Regions from separate parts of the Gossypium hirsutum genome. Here region 1 is linked to region 2. Evidence: chromatin contacts called from public Hi-C data. All regions are on one chromosome and are shown on one strand. Each heading gives the region's core, a stretch centred on a gene start, on an enhancer-like site or on the middle of the called end of the contact. The rest is flanking DNA. Distances are from core to core; before and after follow the strand shown. Region 1 has its middle 30 kb from the start of LOC121205591. Region 2 has its middle 7.8 kb from the start of LOC121204520.

The links. A called contact is a pair of places that touch in the nucleus more often than the background predicts.
Region 1: a Hi-C map of leaf shows a contact between it and region 2, with 2.0 times the contacts expected there. The contact joins two enhancer-like sites. A contact is called at or near these places in 16 of 34 Hi-C or Micro-C datasets (anther, callus, fibers and 3 more).

What each region holds. Positions count from the first base shown.
Region 1 is chrA08:100,001,725-100,008,075 of Gossypium_hirsutum_v2.1, forward strand. No RefSeq gene overlaps it. Among protein-coding and RNA genes, the nearest start is that of LOC121205591, 30 kb to the right of the region's middle. Within about 2 kb of position 4,052, at least 6 of the 9 cell types and tissues checked have an H3K27ac peak or open chromatin away from gene starts, as enhancers often do. A contact at or near this core is called in fibers, hypocotyl and leaf, where this site is marked.
Region 2 is chrA08:99,729,967-99,735,473 of Gossypium_hirsutum_v2.1, forward strand. No RefSeq gene overlaps it. Among protein-coding and RNA genes, the nearest start is that of LOC121204520, 7.8 kb to the left of the region's middle. Within about 2 kb of position 4,110, at least 9 of the 9 cell types and tissues checked have an H3K27ac peak or open chromatin away from gene starts, as enhancers often do. A contact at or near this core is called in fibers, hypocotyl and leaf, where this site is marked.

The DNA of each region.
Region 1 (6,351 bases), core at 2,802-5,301, 270 kb after region 2:
CCACCTTACTAATCATCGAATCATCACTTAGAGCTCACTAACTGAACTTTAAAAAAATAAACTTAACAGGCCAGTAACTTAAATAAAAACTTTCAAATAATTTAGTGACTTAAATGAAAAATTCTAAATAATTTAATGATTGTAACTTTTTAAAGTTTAATCACCAAAATATAAATTTATTAATAATTTAGTGTTAATTTACCTTAAAATTAATGAAAAATTGTAAAGGAAAGCGTCTTTTTGTTATGGTTCCTATGATTGATAGGTAGACATTAATGATTTGATGTCATTATGATCCTTTTGAGCAACAACAAGATTTTTATTCATAACAGTGATAAAATCACGGTACGTGGCATTGATTTAATAATACAACAGAATTTTTTAAAATTTTGAAGTTCATTATTTTATCATAGGTGAGTTTTATTTATTTATTTATTTTAATTTCAATTTAAATATTTATGATTATTAATTTTTAATAAAAATATTTATGATTATTTTTTAATTCCAATTTAAATTAACTTTAAAAAAAGTTAAATATAATTAAAAAGCCATTAATTTGGAGTTAAAAATATTTATGATTATTAGTTGTTTAGTTCCTTTAAATACTGATTCTATTTGTCATGGTGTTGAATATAATTGAATATTGATTATATAATTGTAACTGTATTTTAAAAACTCTATTAAAGCATTATATGTTAAAAACTTTACCCCTCAATTTTTCAAATCAAATCTTTATTTTGTTGGTGGTTCTGTTTTTTGGTCACTTGCTGGTCATAACTTTTTCAAAAATATTCTCTAATTTTTTTCCTTTTCAATTTTAATTCACTAATTATGATTTTTATTTTATTTATTCTGTTTTCTTTTAAAGTAATTGTAATTTTTAGTTTTAGTTATTTCTTTTAGTCATGTTTGAGTATAGATATGAGATTTGTCAAGTTGAAGGTGTTGTCCAATCTATTGAAAACCGTTCTCAAATAACCTTATCATGATAAAACACAATGTTTGTAAAATTGATGAGGAAGACGATAATCAATTCGAGACTTAACTTTTTGTGCATCAGTGATGTAATGGGCTCCTTGTGAGTTATTGGCAATGGTTTCATGGTTGATCGGAGTTCATTGTTATGTTGGGCAAATGATGGCGAGGCTAGCATGCAATTTTCAGCAATGATGCATCGTTGGTTTATTTCTAAATTCTTTTAGTGTTACAGTTGCCGTTAGTTTGTCTTTCTCCTCTTTCAAGAATTATTCAATAGAGATATAATTGTGCACCAATTTGTAATATTTTATTTATCATTTATATTATATGTTATATCTTTATATTCTTATTATTTATGATTAAGAAGAATGAGTTACTCAATCTAATTTCATTGTTGTTTTCTTTCTTTTTTTTTAATCGTGATAAGATATTAGTAAAATTTAGTCTCTTTAATTTTTTTGTGATCAGAATAATTAAATTTTAATTTTAATCTATATATTTTAATTTTGACATAATTTGATAATTTAACTTTTATAATGTCATTATTTAGTTTAAATTAATGTTTTAGTTTGATTCAAATGCTAATATAAATTGTTAAGAATTGTTGACACTGTTAAATTTCTCTGCTAAGTTTAGGTTCATGATAATGTTCTTTTTTTTGTTACATGGATACCAAATAAGTATTTTTTTTAAAAATTTAAAATATCACACCAACAAATTTAACAAAAATATATATAATAATGTTACGAAATGAAACTAAAGTTTAAATTTAAAAAATAGAAAAACTAAAATCTTAAAAATAAAAATATATAAATTAAATTCCAAATATATGAAAAATACCAACCATATTATAATTTTCTACTGGTATTAAAAGGAAGGCGAATAGGGCATTCCCTTATTACCCCTGTTTATTCCTTTGTTTTTTTCTTCTTCTTCTTTTTTAGTAGATTAGATAAATTTGATTTCTGACTCCTCTACTTTTTCAAGATTATATGGGAATAGTTAATTTTTAGTTGTGATCCCTATACTTTAGTTAAATTTGAGATTTAATATTTATATTTTAATTTTGACTTAATTTGATATCTCAATTTTTATAATGTTATTACTTAGTTTAAATAATTTATTTTGATTCAAAAGCAAATATGATTTTTTAAGATTTGTTAACATTGTTAAAATTCTTTATTAAATTTAGGTCTATTATCATTGTTTGCTACACATATACCAAGTGAGATTTTTAAAAAAAAATTTAAATATCACACCAATAAATTTAATAAAAAAATTTAACGGTATTAACAAATGGACTTTAATTTTAACTTTGAAAAGTAAAAAGACTAAATTCTTAAAAACAAAAGTATTAAAATTAAATTTCAAATATAAAAAAAGCCAGGACTTGAAACATATTATAATTTTTTAAAATTTTTACTTTACAATTTAATCAAGAATTAAATAATTAACTCAACAGAAGTGTAGGTTGAAACTATAATAATATATATAAAAAGTAATGTCTCAAAAGAGCTAACATTTTGACACATGTCAAGCTGCGGCAATTTTTATTTCTACTTATTTTATATTTTATTTTTCTTTTATTTATTTTATTTTGCATATTATCTTTATGAGTTGTAGTTTAAAGAGAATTAGATTAACATTTAAGTTTACTCTATCAACAAGTGTTTGGTATATAAATCAAACCTAAGGATTATTAGCTGGACACATTTCTAGGCACGTCTTTCTCTTCTACTTCCTTCGAACGACCACGATCACTGGTCCCTGAAGACCTCACAGGGGCTACCAAGAAAGTCAAGAATAAATCCATTGATAATCAGGTGTTGGGAGATGTGGTAATGAAAGATGGCCTTCCGAAAGTTACATGTCGGGACAAACTTGTAGGAAATGCCAAAGGGAGAGGGTCAAAGGAGGAAGCTGTTTTGGAGCAAGAACTTGAAATTAGGGAGGATGACTACATGATTAATTACCGAAGGAGAGTACCCGAAGATTACTTTCTTCGAACAGATTCATGAATGGATTGATAAGAGCATGGCTAAAACAACTGAAGTACGTTTGTTGGGGAATAATATTGGGTATTTATGGAGTTTAACCGGGAGATTTCAAGTGGTCCACCTTGATAATAATTTCATCCTTGTCAAACTTAGTAATTAGAAGGATTACGATAATGCACTAACGGGAGGACCATAGTTGATTATGGACATTATCTTGTGGTACAACCATGGAGCCGAGACTTCGCAACAAAGGAAAGCTTTCCTTCGAAGATGGTGGTTTGGGTAAGATTTTCTCGTCTTCGATACAGATATTATTCTAATGGTTTGTTGAGAATTATCTCCAAAATGTTGGGGGAAATCATAAAAGTTGACTATAACATGACAAAGGTGAAGAGAAGATAGTTTGCTCGCTTGGCGGTGATGATTGACCTGAAAAAACCATTAGCCTCCTGCATGGGTATTGATGGTCATATTCAATATGTAGAGTATGAAGGTTTGTCGATTATTGGTTATGAGTGTGGATACTAAGGGCATAATAAAGAAAGCTGCTTGAAACTGCAAAATAAGGGGAAAGAGGCGGACTCAACGGAACAAACGATGGTGCAGGCTTCTAAGTCGATGGTAGATACAACTGTGAGTGCTGAGAATGCTCTAGGATAGCTATATGGCCCTTTGATACAAGCTCCGAACCGTAGAAGGAGACCCACTAATGCGGGAAAGTCTAGTATAGAAGGAAAGAAAATTTAATTGATGACTGAAGAAGCAAGCAATTCATGCCTCCAAATTTTGGCAGTCAATAGCGATGAGGATGTAGCTGAATCTGCGCAGGAAATTGTTAATGTCCAACAGAAATATATGGATAATCAAACAAGGAAAGAATCATGGCAGGATTTTCGCAAAGAATTAGCTTTGTGCGGTTTGATGAGGTTTTCAAATGGAAGGAATGTTAGTGGTGGGCCATCCATGAAGGATAAAAGGAAAGAACCCAGATTTTTAAGCAAAGAAGGCAGACGTATGCAGGTGGGTGAAGTAGAAAATAAGGAAATTGGGCAACGGATCCCACCTGGGTTTAAACCAATTACTGTTTGTACACATACTATACCAGAATCAAGTCATAAAGTGGTAACCATTGAGGATAATAATGTGGTAGTGGGCCTGCCTAATCATGAAAGTAATTTATTGGTAATGGGTCAGTCCAATCATGAAAGTCATTTGTTGGCTTCTTCTTCAAAAACTCACATGCATGCAACAAAGAAGTTGGGCACATCCATGAATGAGATAACCAAGAGGGGTTTTAAGGTGAAAAAAAAAAAAAGTCGTGCCAAATCTTCAGGGATGTTGTTATCTGACTTGGTTGATTCAATGACTCGTGAATTAGATAATCATGATAATATTTTGGGGTTTAAAGCTAATCTAAAGTTGTTAATTTCAGATGGCATGACTAAAGAGCAAAAAGATGATGACCAGGTCTACCGGTCTATTTCCCCTACTATTTAATTATGTCCCATTTCTTTTTATGGAATTGCGAATGAGCAAATAACTCACAATTTGGTAGCTATTTTAAATTTTTTATGAAACATTATAATTTTTGTCTTGTCACTTTTTTTGAAACAAGGATAAGTGGTATGAAGGCAGACAATTTCATTCGGAAGTCTGGTTTTGATAACTCTTTAAAAGTTGAAGCGAAAGGTTTCTATGGTGGGATTTGGATTTTATGGCGGAAGGAACTGGATGTGAATATTATTCAAGCAAGCAATCAATTTATTCATACAATTTGCAAGTCTGATTATCATAATTTTTCATGCTATGCTACCATGATTTATGCGAGCCCTAACCCAAAAAAGAGGGTAGTGGTATGGAATCAACTATTAAGTATAGCCCTTCCTGAACCTCGGGTCCTTGGGGGTAATCTTAATGCGATTGTCTCGACTGATGAACAAAGAGGTGGTGCTAGAAATGGGTCTTTGGGTAATGCTCCTTTCAAGGTTTTTATTTTTTAAGGGGTGCACTGGATCTTGGCTATGTAGGTCCAAAATTTACGTGGGGAATACGGAATCTTTTTCAAAAGCTTGATTGATGCATTGGTAATAAAGAGTGAATTAATATGTTCCCCAACTTTCTGGTGAAACATTTGGAACGAATTGGATTGAATTATCGTTCACTTCTTTTGACTATCCATAACAAAATTAGCAAACCTTGTATTCAGGTTTCTGACAGCTTGGCAAAATCACCCTTTTTTTAAAGGTTTTCTCCAATCAGTTTGGGATCTAGAAAAATATGCTCTTACGAATATAGATGTGTTTACTTGTGATGTAAAGAAATGGAATATGGAGGTGTTTGGGCATATTGGCAAATGGAAACGAAATATCTTTCGACACTTAGCGAGAATTGAACATGCTTTGTATAAGTCTAATTCAGTTTTCCTCCTCCAACTGGAAAAAGACTTGAAAAATGAATTAGACATTGTTTTGAGTCAATAAGAGAGCCTTTGGATGCAAAGGGCCTACTCTCGATGGATCACGGAAGGAGATCAGAATATGCTATTTTTTCATCTCACTGCATTGCATAGACATCGTGTGAATATGCTTTGCGATTCGATTTTGGTGAGTAGTGTGATGATGATTGTGTATTAAAAACCTTAACTATAAATTTTTATAAAGACCTATTTACTAAAGATGATTCGGTGAAGGGTTTTTCTGCTATGAGGGGTTGCTTTCATCCTTTGGAGGCACTAGCATTTCAAAAATTATCTGTTGAGGTAACCGACGATGAGATTAAGATGGCTATGTTTGGCATGCATCCTCAAAAATCATTGGGTATTGATAGGATCCATGTAATGTTTTATCAGAAGAATTGGGAAGTGGTTGGGAGATCTATTTGTTCATTTGTTCATGATGCTTTCTTGGATGGGAATATCGCTGATTGGGTGAATCGTCCCGTCATTGTTCTGATTCCAAAGGTGGAAAAACAAGAACGAATTTAACATTTTCGATAAGTCTTTGCAACCTTCTCTATAAGGTGATAACAAAAGTTGCGGTTAACCGTATGAAGGAGTTTATGAGCAGTTGGGTTCAACCTAATCAAGTTAGCTTTGTTCCTAGTCGATCTATCTCGGATAATATTATTATTGCATAAGAGATTATACACACCATACAGAAGAAAAGGGGTCGAAAATTATTTATGGCTGTCAAAATTGATTTGGAAAAGGCTTATGATAGGTTAGACTGGAAATATATTGAAGATACCCTTTTGGATGTTGGGATCCCGACTAATATTAGGAAGCTCATTATGAATTATGTGTATTCTGTTTCAATACAATTGATTTGGAATGGGGACCTTTTTGAGGTTTTTTGTCTTTCACGTGGTATTAGACAAA
Region 2 (5,507 bases), core at 2,860-5,359:
GCAAAAGAGGTTTCGACTTTTTACTAAATGAGGAAACAAACGAAAGTATAATATGGAGAAAATAAACCTAAATGAACAAACCCAAACTCCGAAAATAAATTCCCAATTGGGAGAAGAAGTCATGTTGACCTGTACAAAACATGGCTGCATAACATCAGGAATTGTCGTGACGTTGTGACGTGCTGATTCTCCTCATCATGATGTCGCTACCATGTTCATTGCCAAAAGCCATCATGTTATTCCGACATCGGAGACCTCCTTGTCCCATAGTCGGGCCTGTTTTGGCCCTCCTTCGATTACTCGTCGGTTCTCATCTAAGGTGCTTGCAATGTATTTGATAAATACCAAAAAATAGTTTGTCCATAACTTTTGCTAATCCATCATTGAACATAGATCTTTAAGAAGAAATAAATACTAAAAATCAAATTGAACTCAATCCCTTATTTTAAGGAGATTGGATCAAATGATTTAATAAGTTTATTTTGATGATCTGTGATTTATTTTGGACTTTGATGAGGATTGAGATAATAGTTGATCTAATGTTAGTAAATCGAAATATTATATATTCACAAGACTTGTATAAGTTTTGTAGGAAGAGTTTATGCATTTATTTATTTATTGGGAATTCATTATTGTAAGTCTATTTTATAAGTAAATAAGCAAGCCTTTTGATTTACAAATTAAATTTTATTGGAAAATTTTAATGGAGAAAGACCTAGATATTAAGTGCAAAAGTGAGATTGATATATAGATGTGTGATAGGGTTTATATCACTATTTGTACAAGATTAAAAATAATGTATTGTCTCTCTGGAAAAAAACCGTAAACATAGAAATTCTTACGTAAACAATCGCATTGTGTTTGTGTTTATTATTGTTGTTGCACTCGCATTTGTAATTGCTGCACTCGAATTTGTAATTGTTCCCATAGCTACTCCCATATTCTTGCAACTATGCCCAATGTTTTTTTTCCTAAATAGATGTGATAACAAATTATTCAGCAAAATGGTTTAAATTGAATAATGATGACGGTGAACCCGACATCTCCCAGAACCAATTTTCGTGAAAGTCGAAAGTTGGAGGTTCTGACTTTAAAGTTGGCTCCTCCACATGCTAACTTGAGTATTATATTTTTTATACAATTTTAATGCGAAAAATCTCCCATTTACCCAATAGACTCATGTTAAAATTGCATGCAAATTGAATAAAATATAATATGGAAGTCAACAGTTGGAGGAGCAGACTTTATAGTCAACCACTCCAAATACCATCTTCATATTGTTACTGTTCAAAGTAGTCTAACAAAATAATTTTTAAATTTTTAAATTTCCATTATTTTCCTTATTTCATATGTATATATGAAAAAAAAAAACCAATGCATACATTTTTTTTGGGTTAAGTTTAAAAAAGTAATACATTAATTAATTTTTTATATATTTCTCGTAGCTAGGTAATCATTGATACGTACAAAATGCAGTTGACAACACCAATGTCTTCACTGTGGGCAAGGGTATTAGCTTATGGCTACAATATTATCATACCATGAGAGAGGAGGCTCCAATTAGCCTTTATGGAAGAAAATATATAAGACAAAACATGTTAACAAATAAATATTAAAATAAATTAAATAAATATTTATATTTATTTAAGAAAATCAGATCTGAAAAATTAATTAAATAAATAAGATCCTGAAAAAATCAGAAACTAAAAAAGAGAATTAAATTTTACTAAATATTGAAGAATGTTTTCACAGTTTTCTTAAAATAGATTTAAAGTCTCCTTTAAATGCATATTTGTATATTTAAAGTAACATACTTTGACGTCAATTTCTTATTTTACTCAACTATTTTTAGCATATGATATCTTGTTGTAAAAGTTTTATGGGATAGAACATAAAATCATAATATTATGATTCAAAACTCCGCATTCACCAATCGAAAATATACCTCAAACATTCCAAAAATCATATTTTTCCAACAGTCCCCACGGCTGTCCATACAAACAAAACTGTTGAACTGGCATTGAAACTACTTCCGTAAGAAATGTATGACTTCGGTTTCTTGGATAACATACATTTATACATAGATATATAAATTGGTGGGTACTGAGCTGACTGTCAAGATAAAGACTTTGCTAAACTAGTATCATCCTTCAGTAAAAGGTAGCTCCTCTAATTAATGGGTTTGGTTTTCTTTACTGTCATATTTTCTCTGGCGCCCTATTTCACCAATCTCTTTCATTTCTGCCTCCTATAAACCATTGGTAAGGCAAAGTTTGACTGTGTGATGAGATTGATTTCAATGAAATGAAAACAACAATAGTAATAAAATTAGTTATTATAGCATGAGATTAAATATTATAGTAATGATATTACAATCAGTTGTAAAATATGTGAATAGATTTAATTACTTTTATAATGGGCATGTGAGAATAAAAAATAATTATTAAGGATACTAGGAAAAGAATGGTACATAATTGAAGTTTAAATTATTTCATTTTCATAAAAATTTTAAAAATAGGTTAAATTGTAATTTTACTAATTAAATAATATATCATGATATTTTTTATTATTGATGTAATTATTTATTATTTATTTAAATAATTATTTTCTTTAATTCAAATGTTTTTACTATTGTTTGTAAGCAAACAACAATGAAAATAGCAAAACAACGTGCAAATAGAAATGAGCAAAGAGGGAAGAGAGAAATATGAGAAGAGTGGCTAGTGTTAAAACATGAAAATAAAATAGGATTTATTGTAACATTTAGGGGGTCTCGTTGATCGAATATTACATACAACTTATAGTGTAATATTTCGAAATAAGATTAGAATGTTTGGATTCTCAATATTCCAATTATTTAGTAATCTTATATTCTTAAACAATATCGAGATGCTATAATATAGAGTGTAATCTTATTACGACCACTTTTTCAGATTTTTAAGATTTTAAAAACAGTCTGAACTTTAAAAAACTCAATAGAAAAAAGGAGTCAAGAGTGCTCTCATTGAACTTCCCGAAGAAACAGCGAGTACTGTGGTTGGGAAGAAGATGAGCAGTGTCTTCGAATCGAAGGACGAAAAAAACGAAATTGCTCTCCTTGAGGAGTAGTTAATCCAACTAACGGTGAAAAATTCATTAGTAACTCCATCAGAAAATCTGACGCTGATCTGCTCTATTTGTACAAAGAAAACATATAATCCAGATAGCTTGCGAGCACAATTACGAAGCATATGGAAAACAAAAAAGAAGTTCGAGATTCTTATCGCAGGGCAAAATCTGTTTACGATCTCTTTTAAAGATGAGGAGGCCTTGGAACAGATCTTGGAAAGGCATCCATGGCTAATTCGAAAACAATTAATCATTTTTGATAGACTGACGCAACCTCTGGAGAGAAACAAGAATCAACTAACCTTCTCCCTGTTTTGGATGAAAGTTGGCCCGTGTCCACCAGAATGTGACAAAAAGGATTTGATGCATGCAATTGGATCTACTTTTGGGGGAGTTATTAGATCTGATATAAAAGGGGAATTCTGTTGAATCAAAGTTAACCTAGATGTTCAAAAATAATTAAGAAAGGGTGTCTTTGTTTCTCCGAATGAGAAAGAGAAAATATGGATGAAAATATGGATATCCTTTAAATATGAAAATCTCCTAACTTTCTATTTTGGTTGCGGAAGAATGGGCAATGAGATTAAGGAATGTTCGGAAACAAGCCCGGAAGATCGTATAAAGGTAGATGATGAGCATCCTTTCTCAATAGCACTTAAGGCAAAATCTTCCATGGTAGGGAAAGAATGTCTAATTTTTGGATCAATACAGAAAAAATCAATGAAGCAATGTTTTTACGCGGGAGAGGAACTGGGGAAAAAAGAAGATGCTCTTTTGCTAGAAAAGTCTATTCCATATCGTCGGCCGGAGAGTGAAGTTAGATCGATAAAGAACTCCGGGAAGTGGGAAACGGAGAAAATACAGGAAAATTCCGAAGAAAGAGATTCTAATTTTTCTCCCTAAGTTTTGGCTACAAAAGAGGAAGAAGAGTCCAAAAAGAATTGGTGCCCTACAACAGATACTTTAAATGCAAACTCTAATAAGTGGGACCTACAATAGAGGTGGAGCAGGCCATCATAAATTGGTATTGTGCTACGGAAAATGATAAAAAAAATCTGAGGATAAAGGGCCCATTAATCCAAAAGAAATATTTCAATTGGGCCACAAAAAAAGAAGCTGGCGCCGATTATACCATAAGGGAAATAGCGACTCAAATATGACTGATCTTACAATAGGTAAACGAAAACTACATCAAGAGGAAGCGTCCGATTTTGGACCATTAGCTGAAAACATAACAAAAAACCAAGAACTGATGAGGGAAATTTGGATGGTAGTACAATAATGGAGATGATGAGGTCTATAGAGGATGAAGATGTTTTTTCACAAATTATATCAGCGGCTGGCAAATGGCCAGCTAACCGGAACCAATGAAAATTCTATGCTAGAATGCCAGAGGTTTGGGGAATCCTCAAGCTTTTCGAAGGCTTCAACACACGTTGAAGATATATAAAACCCAAATGGTCTTCTTAATGGAGACAAAATTAGATTGTATCTGAATGGAACGTCTTCGAAAACGGTGTGGCGAATCGAATCTCTTTAGAAAGATCTTTTGTCTCATGGTAGCCTGCTCCAGTCCCCTTACGAAACTTTTTTCTTAATGGGATGGATATTCCAGGTAATGGTTCGCGAGGTGGGTTAAGTCTTGCATGGAATGGAAACAATCTAGTTCATGTCTGTAGCTATTCAAAAAATCATATTGATGTGGAAATTAAGGAAGAAGATAATCCATATACGTGGCAATTCACTAGATTTTATGGCAATCCCAGTCATTCAAACAAGCAAGAGTCATGGAATCTACTTCACCGACTAAGGAACAATTGCTTAATACCGTGGTGTGTCTGTGGAGACTTCAATGAGATCATGTATGCACACGAGAAAATGGGAGGGGCAATAAGAGACGAAAGGTAGACGGAGGAATTTCGAAAAACCCTGGAAGAATGCGATCTAACTGATATGGGATATAGTGGACAAAAATTTACTTGGGAAAAAGGTAATTTTGCGGATACAAACATAAGGGATCAGCTCAATAAGAGAGTAGCAAATTCGGAATGGCTGAATTTATTTTTTTATTATTTGGTACAACATCCACCACATTTTTTCTCTGATTATTGCCCAATTTTAATCCAAACAAGGTCAAAAGTAAAACAATATGGGGGTAATCTATTCAAGTTCGAATCATAGTGGATAACTGAGCCTTCATGTGAAGAAGTTGTTAAGAATTTATGGAAGGAGAAAACTGGCAGTGTATTGGATAAACTTGAGCATACCCGAATTGGTTTACAGAGATGAGGAAAAATATTAAGGGAAACCGAGTCAAGAGATCACAACTTCTTCGAGAAAGATTGGTTGAACTTGATGGAATACCGAGGGAGGATGATACTCTAATAGAGATGATTGAC